Linked DNA regions of Rattus norvegicus: regions 1 and 3 are each linked to region 2. Evidence: chromatin contacts called from public Hi-C data. All regions are on one chromosome and are shown on one strand. The core of a region is the stretch at or near the end of the contact, and the rest is flanking DNA. Distances in the headings are between cores, read along the strand shown.

Evidence for each region. Hi-C and Micro-C count contacts between places; a contact is called where the count stands out from the background.
Region 1: a contact with region 2 is called in a Hi-C map of psoas muscle, with 2.2 times the contacts expected there. The contact joins two enhancer-like sites. A contact is called at or near these places in 2 of 12 Hi-C or Micro-C datasets (mammary epithelial cells and psoas muscle).
Region 3: a Hi-C map of liver shows a contact between it and region 2, with 4 times the contacts expected there. The contact joins two enhancer-like sites. A contact is called at or near these places in 2 of 12 Hi-C or Micro-C datasets (kidney and liver).

Annotation. Positions count from the first base shown.
Region 1 is chr6:104,308,089-104,310,788 of GRCr8, forward strand. All of the region lies in intron 8 of Rad51b (RAD51 paralog B), which reads left to right. All of the region lies in intron 1 of LOC134479408 (a long non-coding RNA gene), which reads right to left. Among named protein-coding and RNA genes, the nearest start is that of Atp5pdl1, 120 kb to the right of the region's middle. Within about 2 kb of position 1,368, at least 23 of the 93 cell types and tissues checked have an H3K27ac peak or open chromatin away from gene starts, as enhancers often do.
Region 2 is chr6:103,895,672-103,898,371 of GRCr8, forward strand. The region is part of intron 7 of Rad51b (RAD51 paralog B); the gene reads left to right. Among named protein-coding and RNA genes, the nearest start is that of Rad51b, 67 kb to the left of the region's middle. Within about 2 kb of position 1,285, at least 12 of the 93 cell types and tissues checked have an H3K27ac peak or open chromatin away from gene starts, as enhancers often do. A contact at or near this core is called in liver, where this site is marked.
Region 3 is chr6:104,357,298-104,359,997 of GRCr8, forward strand. The region is part of intron 9 of Rad51b (RAD51 paralog B); the gene reads left to right. All of the region lies in intron 1 of LOC134479406 (a long non-coding RNA gene), which reads right to left. Among named protein-coding and RNA genes, the nearest start is that of Atp5pdl1, 71 kb to the right of the region's middle. Within about 2 kb of position 1,429, at least 3 of the 93 cell types and tissues checked have an H3K27ac peak or open chromatin away from gene starts, as enhancers often do. A contact at or near this core is called in liver, where this site is marked.

The DNA.
Region 1 (2,700 bases), core at 118-2,617, 410 kb after region 2:
CTTCCCAGAAAGAAGGTTCCACAAGGTCAGTCTGAGGCCCCTCGAGATTAGATGGAACAGATCTGGCAATCTGTGGCCCTTACAGCTGGACGTGGAGATGAATACAATTCACCCCACCCCCCACCCCCGAAGACACTGGCTTTGAGGGGATCCTTATTCTTCATTGCTTTTACTCTGTACAAAGGAAAGTGTTCTGCAGTCCCTGTAGGAGCAGCAAGCAAACGGCGCAGTTCCCATGGTGAAGGCACAGATCAGGCCAACAAAAACAACCTCATTACTACAAAAATGTGCTTCCTCTGGCAGTTGCATAGTCAGTCCTTTATCTCTGGTCCCTGCAACCAACCACTCCCTCACCCCAAAGCCTCATTCTTTATTATTATCCAAGGTCATTATTCTTGAGGCAGGAGCTGCTTCTACAAACAAATATTGGTTTCACTGTCTTACCTCTCCAGCTCTTTGTTGGATGGTCAGCAGTGCATCATTTAGAAAAAGTAAGTGTTGAAGATGAGAGAGATGAGCTATGGCAGGTTTTCTAAAGGTCCAGGCTTATGGGGCTCAGGCGCCAAATTATAAACTCCTGAAACCTGTGTAATCCAATTTTGATTAACTTGAAGATCAGTGCTTTATTATTATTATTATTATTATTATTATTATTATTATTATTAAAATGAACTTCTGTATAAATGGAAAATTGCCACCACAGGGTACACTGGGCCATTGTTCACATAAGGGGGGGGGGGGGACTGGCAAATCCTCTATCTGGAAAAGCCACATCAAGTCCTGTTGTTCCCAGCCTTCTGATACTTTGGGGGACTTAGTATAAATTCCACAGAATATAGGGTGTGTCTCTGGTTCAATCTGAGGCGCAGTTCATGGCACAGTTTGGCAGCTTTACACTTTAAGTTCTTCCTCTACGGCCCGTTCAGTATCTTCCTGCTCCCCAGGTCTCCATCTCTTTAGGCCTTAATGCACCAGGGCCACCTCTTCACTTTGCCTTGTCACACTTGGCTGCCCTGATGCTTCCTGTCATAGGTGGATGGTGGATGACAAGGAACACTCTGTAAGAAGACAAGGGTGCAAGCCATTTCCAGCTTACGAAAGGAATGAGGCCCAGATGGTCAGAGGGACTAGTGAGCACAGTCATCAGGAACTCCTCATCCATCACATACGAGCGGGAAAAATCCTCCTGTCTAAGCATCTCCTTTCCTAGGGAAGGCACTGCGACTCTGGCTAAGAACTTTGTCTAACCTGAGTGCTGCCATCTGAACGCATCCTCCGTCTCAACTCCTGCCCTTTCCCCCTCCGGCCCAGTGCGAGCCTCCCTCCAGACATGCGGATTTCAAAACAGTGCTTAGGAGAAAACCCCACCCTGTCAGCGGATCAGTTTTACAAGCTGACAAGGGACATGTGCACATTTGGAGTCGGGAGAGTGGCCGAGTTGTACTTCCAGTCCAGCCTCTGCTTTGCTAGCTTCGCTTCTCCTTCCTTTGTCTATTTCCCCTATTGCTGAGGAGAAGATAATGAACCTTTCCACCTATCAGGCTCGCTGGAGTGCTATAAAGAATAATGAGGTGATATTTGTAAAGTGCTTTGAGCCGATGGGAAAGAAGAGGGGGCGAGCTAAGCAGAAAGCATTATGAGCTGGAAGCACTTATCAATTGAGCTGCCTAACAAGGACAGGGAGTAAGAATACTCAGAAATGAGTTCCAGGGACCAGCCCTGCTTTGAATTTAGGAGGGGAATTAGTGGGGACCTAATAGGTATCCCACTTCTCCAGTTTCTTTAGTGTAGCATCAGACTAGAAAAGGTAATTGCATTCTTCTATGTCCGATTCAGCCTGTAGTTTCAATTGGGATGTCAGAACGAGCTTGTCTTCTGTTCTCATACTGAGGCTGTGTTATGTCTGGATTGTTAAAGCTGTGGGCATCTTCTGTCCCCCGGGGGATTTTACTCAGGGGGCTATACAAAGTAGTTTCTATGCAGAGGCTGGGCTTGCCGTTTATCAGGCTTATTAGTGGAACTTCTAAGTCTAAAGTGCCTGGGGACCAATTTCACTGAAGGAGAGAAATAAAAGGCAAGGTCTTTATCATGGTCTCTCTCACTGTGTGGCTTCATGGGAATTTTCTCAGGAACTAAGATAGCTCAATGTGCATACAGTATAAATGGGACTTTGATAACCACTGTGGCATCCTTATCCAGGTCAAAATGGGGGACCTGGCTCTAGGTTAAGGTGAGCTTACCAAGTCACTAAAGATATTCAGAGCTTTTTTTTTTTAACCCCTCCTTTCCCAAAGAGGGTCAAATGAGAAATGTTTGTGGGGCCTGATATGTGTAGGAATGTTTCCAAATGTTCTGATGAGGAATCCGTTTCCACAAACCCATACTCCATTGCTTCAAGACTCATGGCCCCTGCCAGGTTGTTGCCATTTTCAGGGCTAGCAGAAAAGAGAAAATGCAGAACAGGGAAAATGTTTTGAGCTCACATAACTCCCTGGACTGACTAAACACTGAGTGGGAAGCATGCAGCCCCCTCCTAGCTGGCAGCAGCAGGACTGAATTTATCACCTCCCTGTAAATGGTACGAAGAGAGGTCATGGGGGCATTTGGAACAATGATTTTCCTGATCAAAGTTATATTAAGGAAATTACACTGATTACATCTCAGCCCCCTGAAGTTTACAAGCCTCTTTGTAATTACTAC
Region 2 (2,700 bases), core at 35-2,534:
AGCATCTATGCAGAGTAAGCAATAACATTCACTTCTGCATGTTCTAGTCACTGAGCGTAGGAGACCAGTGTCTGATGGGGTTGGCTGCTTGGTGAGGGTCCCCTCTTGGTGATCGTGCTCTGATGTGTCTGTTCCCAGCATGGCATTTCCACCTTTGAGACCTAATCTAGCTAGGGACCTTTCAAAACTTCATAGACAAATACCATCATCCCAGGGACTAGGGTTTCAACAGAGAATTTTGGGAGAGATGTAAAATTTTAGTCCACAGCAAATTACCAGATTAGAAATATTCTGCCCACCTCCATCTTCCTTTGTCATGGCTGAGAATTATACCTAGGGTCCTGGACATGTCAGGCAAGTATTCTGCCACTGAGTTACATTACTAGTTTTTCAGACAGGAAAAATGCAAATTAAAAAAAATAGTTGGCAGGTTCATAGGCATGCATTCCATAGCTATACCTTATAACCTACACAGTGTGTATATGTGTGTGTATGTGTGTGTGTTCTTTTGCATTTATCAAATGTTTTATTTTTTTGAAGCCATGATATTTTGCTAGTTGAATATATTCCAACTTGGATTTTTTCAGAGCTTTTGCTTTTGCTAAGTTGCAGGAGAGAATACTGAAGACTCTGGCTTAGCCAAACTATTGTCTCCTATCTTCCCACTTTTTATAGCCATTCACTTTTTTACTGTAAAAGTTACAGTCATGCTTGCCTAGCAAGCGTAAGGCCCTGGGTTCGGTCCCCAGCTCCGAAAAAAAAAGTTACAGTCAGTGAAGGAAACTTAATAAAAACTTAAGTATGGAAAGTAGAAAGAGATGGGTAGACTAACAAAAGGAGGGTTGTGCCTCCCACTGTAATCTCGGAAACGCAACAACATTGATGTGGAACTCACTCTCCCATGGTCTGTATCCTGTGCGTTTGCCCCCAAATTTCCATGTACCCCACTCAGACCCAGCTTCCAGGTCAAAAGCATTCTAGCTGGTCTGCCCCCAAGCCCAGACATTTAAGTATTCATTACCTCAGCGAGTGCATGTGTATCTGTACGTAATGATGTTTGTGCTTGTCTACTTAGGGCTTTTGAAATCTTTGCAGTTTTAGACTAACGGCAAACCCCCAGCCAAACAGAAAAGTATGATTTCCCCTTTTATCTGTGTCCCGTGTTATACAGATGTTCCCTGAAAATAGCAACAGTTTTCTGGGAAAGGTCCTGACAGAGTCTGTTCTCACCCTTTACCCTGGCTCTCCGATTCATGTTTCCTTCTTCCAGTGTGGTCATGTGCTTGCCCGAGCCTGGCTCATGAACCGTGTAGGATATTCGTGGGGTTTTGTTTTTTAAGCCATACACTGTGCACATGATGCAGTATTTAATTTGGAACGAGCTCCAAGTTTAGACACACGTGCTTCTTGTGGTGTTTATCTTGGAGTCCACAAGTAGGAGGAAAGTATTTTTGCATTTTATACATCTGGACACTGTTCATGGTCTTTCTGTGACTTGGGAATTGTGTGTGGGGCAAAATCCAAGGAACAGTATTAAAATAACATGGAGTCATAATGAGGTCCGAGTGCAGCCCCTTGATGAGTATTCTTCTGATCCCAGCAGAGTTTGACTTTGGATGTGGTGAACTTTTTCAGCTGTGTGGTTCACTGGTGGCCTGAGCAGATTGGTGGACTATAAATTACCTGACACCCTCCCGTTCACTTCATGTGCTGCTAGACATGAAGTCTAAAAGTCTTTGACAAATTTGGCTCTTTAAGGGGAATAATTTGACTTGATTTTGTGTGGGGCAAGATAGGCAAAGGGAGCACTGCTCAGTGCTGCTCTGCCTGCTAATCCACTGCACTTTATGAGATCTTTTAGTTTCTCGCCATTGTTCTTCTGCTCCTCCCTCAGTCCATGCATCCAGAACTATAATGATCCCTAGACCATCTCGGGCTGTGGGTGAGGGTTGAGGGCGATGTCAGTGATGGTGGTGTCCATTGTGTCTGCTAACCTTATGATCTCACACAAGAAGTTGTCATTTAAAACAGGGTGAATGTGATGTGGTACAGTGCCACCTTTTGGATGGGGGTCTGCTAGAATGGGGCAGGTGAGAGAGGCATTTAGAATGTTGCTGCTCTGAGGAAGATTGCATAAGGACAGTGTTGCTTCCTTGTCAGCCTGGTTTTCTTTAATTTTCACATTTCTCCTATAATGTAATGGCAGATATAAGCTGGGGAGGCAGGATAAAGCTTCAAGTGGACTTGCCCTTGAGTGAAAGAGGGCGGGCAAGTGTTGTTTTCTGTGCTGTCCATCATTTGGGTGTAAAACTGTTTGGATCTTTACTTTCTATAGAAGGGCTGTTTGCCTTTTTTCTTTCAATGCACTAAAGGGAAGAAAATCTAATAAAGTAACTGAATCTACTGGTTATCATTCCTGCAGAATTTTCAAGTGTGTTTAATAGTGGTCTCTCATATAACTATAAAGAAATAAATAATTGGAGAGGAAAGGTCAAAATTGTGTTGTAGTTTGAGAACCAGAAGAGTCTGGGGATGTTTGAGTGATTGGGTAAATTGCTCAGCTGGGAGCTGTTTCTTTTTGCTGCCTTTTGGGCCTTTCCTTTGGGACACTCCCCCCACCCCCTTACTTTTGTAATGCATTTTGCAACCTTCAGTTAGAAAATAGCCATCAGAATTTAACCGCTAGTAAATAAACACATT
Region 3 (2,700 bases), core at 179-2,678, 460 kb after region 2:
TCCAGTACCAAGGAACCCAACACCCTCTTCTGGGCTGTGCAAGTGCCAAGCACATCACACGACACAGACATACAAGCAGGCAAGATACCCATACACATAAAATAAAATAATATTGTGTGTGTGTGTGTGTGTGTGTGTGTGTGTGTGTGTGTGTGTGTGTTAAAGAACAGTAATAAAACCGATTTCATTCTCAGAGAGCTGCAGAGACAGCGTGATGGGTTAGGGAGAGATGGCCCTAGGCTGGGGAGAGAATACTAGTTTCTGGAAGAGACAGCATTTGCACCCAGGCTGAAAGGCTTGGGCATTCAGAGATGAAAGGCAGTGCCAGTGTGGAAGCCACAAACCGTGAGGTCACTGCACAGATGCCCTAGCCAGCCCCCCACCCTTTACCCCCGCCTTGAATCATGCAATAACCTTACTGTGGGGTGTATTTGCTATCTTGTCTTTTCCTTGGCTGGTTTTTTCACCCCCAAGAGAAGTGGACTGATCTACATCTGTCCAATTGGGGCTTACCATTCGGTATTACAAATGGAGACTTTGGAACCCTCAGAGGCAGAGCCCACTTCTTTTTTTCCCCACAAAGGACTCAGGGTTTTCCTAGTCCCCAGGCCTCCTTGCAGGCCTATGTGCTGGAAAAGATACAGGGACTCTGGATGACCGCCCACATGTACACACTAGAACACTCCAACCATGAGAGGCCACTGAACATCTGAAGCAGAAGAGCCCAAGTCACCAGCTGTGAGGCCGTTTGCTTCCAAGGGTGGTTTACCCTGGGGAGTGGCTCAGTGGGTAAAGTACTTGCTATAGAAACGTGGCTACCTGAGTTCAGGTCCCAAGTAGCCATGTAGAAAACCAGGCATGGCAGTATGTGCCTGTAACTCTAGTTCTGAGGCAGGGTGCAGAGATAGGAGGATGCTGGAGGCCTGATGACCAGCCAGTAGAGCCATAATAGTGAGCGCCAGGTTTAATTGGAAAACCTGTCTCGAAAAATATGGTTGAGAGCAATACTGAAATACATTCAAAGTCTATCTCGGGCCCCACACTCCCCCTATATGCTACACATACACACACGTATATGCAGGAGCTAGCTTTTAGTTTGAATGGCAAAGGGGTGCAAAGGTATAGGCTACTGGGTCATGTTTCAGGAGAGAAGAGTCTTTGCGTATTTACAAAGACATGCAGCATTTGTCACTCTTTTCATTGACAGCTATGGGGCTTTTATATCCCCCAACTAGTTTTGTGAGACACACCTATGAAAACTCAGAAGCAGTGTGGACTTCCCCTCAACGTCCAGCCTTTGGGACTGCATCGAAGTGTTTGTGATCTGAAGTGCTTTGGACTTTCAACCACCTCTGTTTGCTCTCCTTTAGGTGTCCTCCTGTTTGTCAGTTTGGAGTTTGGATTTTGTCCCCTATCCAAACATGCTGCATTCATTAAGTGCGGTTTGCTGACACAACCCCCGCTCCCTGCAGAGGCTGAACTTACAACCTGAGCCCGCACTAGGTTTTTGAGCCACATCTCAGAGCTGATTCATTTGACTAACATTCCTAGTCTATTTTCTGAATGCCAAATCTCATTTCTCCTAACATGTCACCAATAACGGATACTCTGTTCCCAAAGAGACGGCCTTACATTTATTTCAATGAAATTGTACTCTCCAAGATATGCGATTTTCTGGTTACCTCTTAATATATAAACCTTTGACCTTCCGCTAAAATAAACATAAGATTTGTCTCAACGTTTTAGCCAAATTGAGATTCATTTGATTATCACAGTTGCCTGGTTAATGTACAAACTCCCCTTTGTCATCTTCTTCTTTTTCTTCTTCTTCTTCGTCTGTTTTAAAGCCTTATTTACTCATTGTATATGTATATATATGAGTACACTGTAGCTGTCTTCAGACACACCAGAAGAGGGCATCAGATCCCATCATAGATGGTTGTAAGCCACCATGTGGTTGCTGGGAACTTGACTCAGGACCTCTGGAAGAGCAGTCAGTGATCTTAACCACTGAGCCATCTCTCCAGCCCCTATGTTTCTCTTCTGTTACCTCCTCAAATCAACTTCCCTTGGGTGTGTTAGTCACATAATCCTCAGCCCTTTTCAGTGACCTCCACCCCTCTATTTAAAACCAAGCACTTCCCTAATCAACCACAATATCTGTTCTATGCTCTTTTCTTTTTTTTTTTTTTTTTGGTACTTTTTTTCGGAGCTGGGGACCGAACCCAGGGCCTTGCGCTTCCTAGGTAAGCGCTCTACCACTGAGCTAAATCCCCAGCCCCTCTATGCTCTTTTCTGCTCCCCTTCATAGACACACAACTGCCTAGCACACCACAGCCATTCAGCATTACCTTTTGCCTCCTTTAGAATGTAAGGTGTGTTGAGACAGAGTGGTTTTTGGTCACTTTCTTCCCTATTGGGCTCCATGTTTGTTTTAGGGTATGGGTACAGCAACATCTTCACTTGCCTCCGTAAAAATGCTGAATGTGACAAGGCCAAGGTTAGATTCGGGGGCACCTGCTCAAGGTTGCTGCCCCTCATAGGTTGCTAAGGACCGTTTGATCACTCGCAAACCCACTTAATGCTACCAGCATCCAGCCTTACTCGTCCTCACTTTATCCAGTAGGATACCAAGAAGGTTGATCACATTTTTTGCTACAATTAAATACCTCATGTTGGAGATACCCCTCTCACCTATCA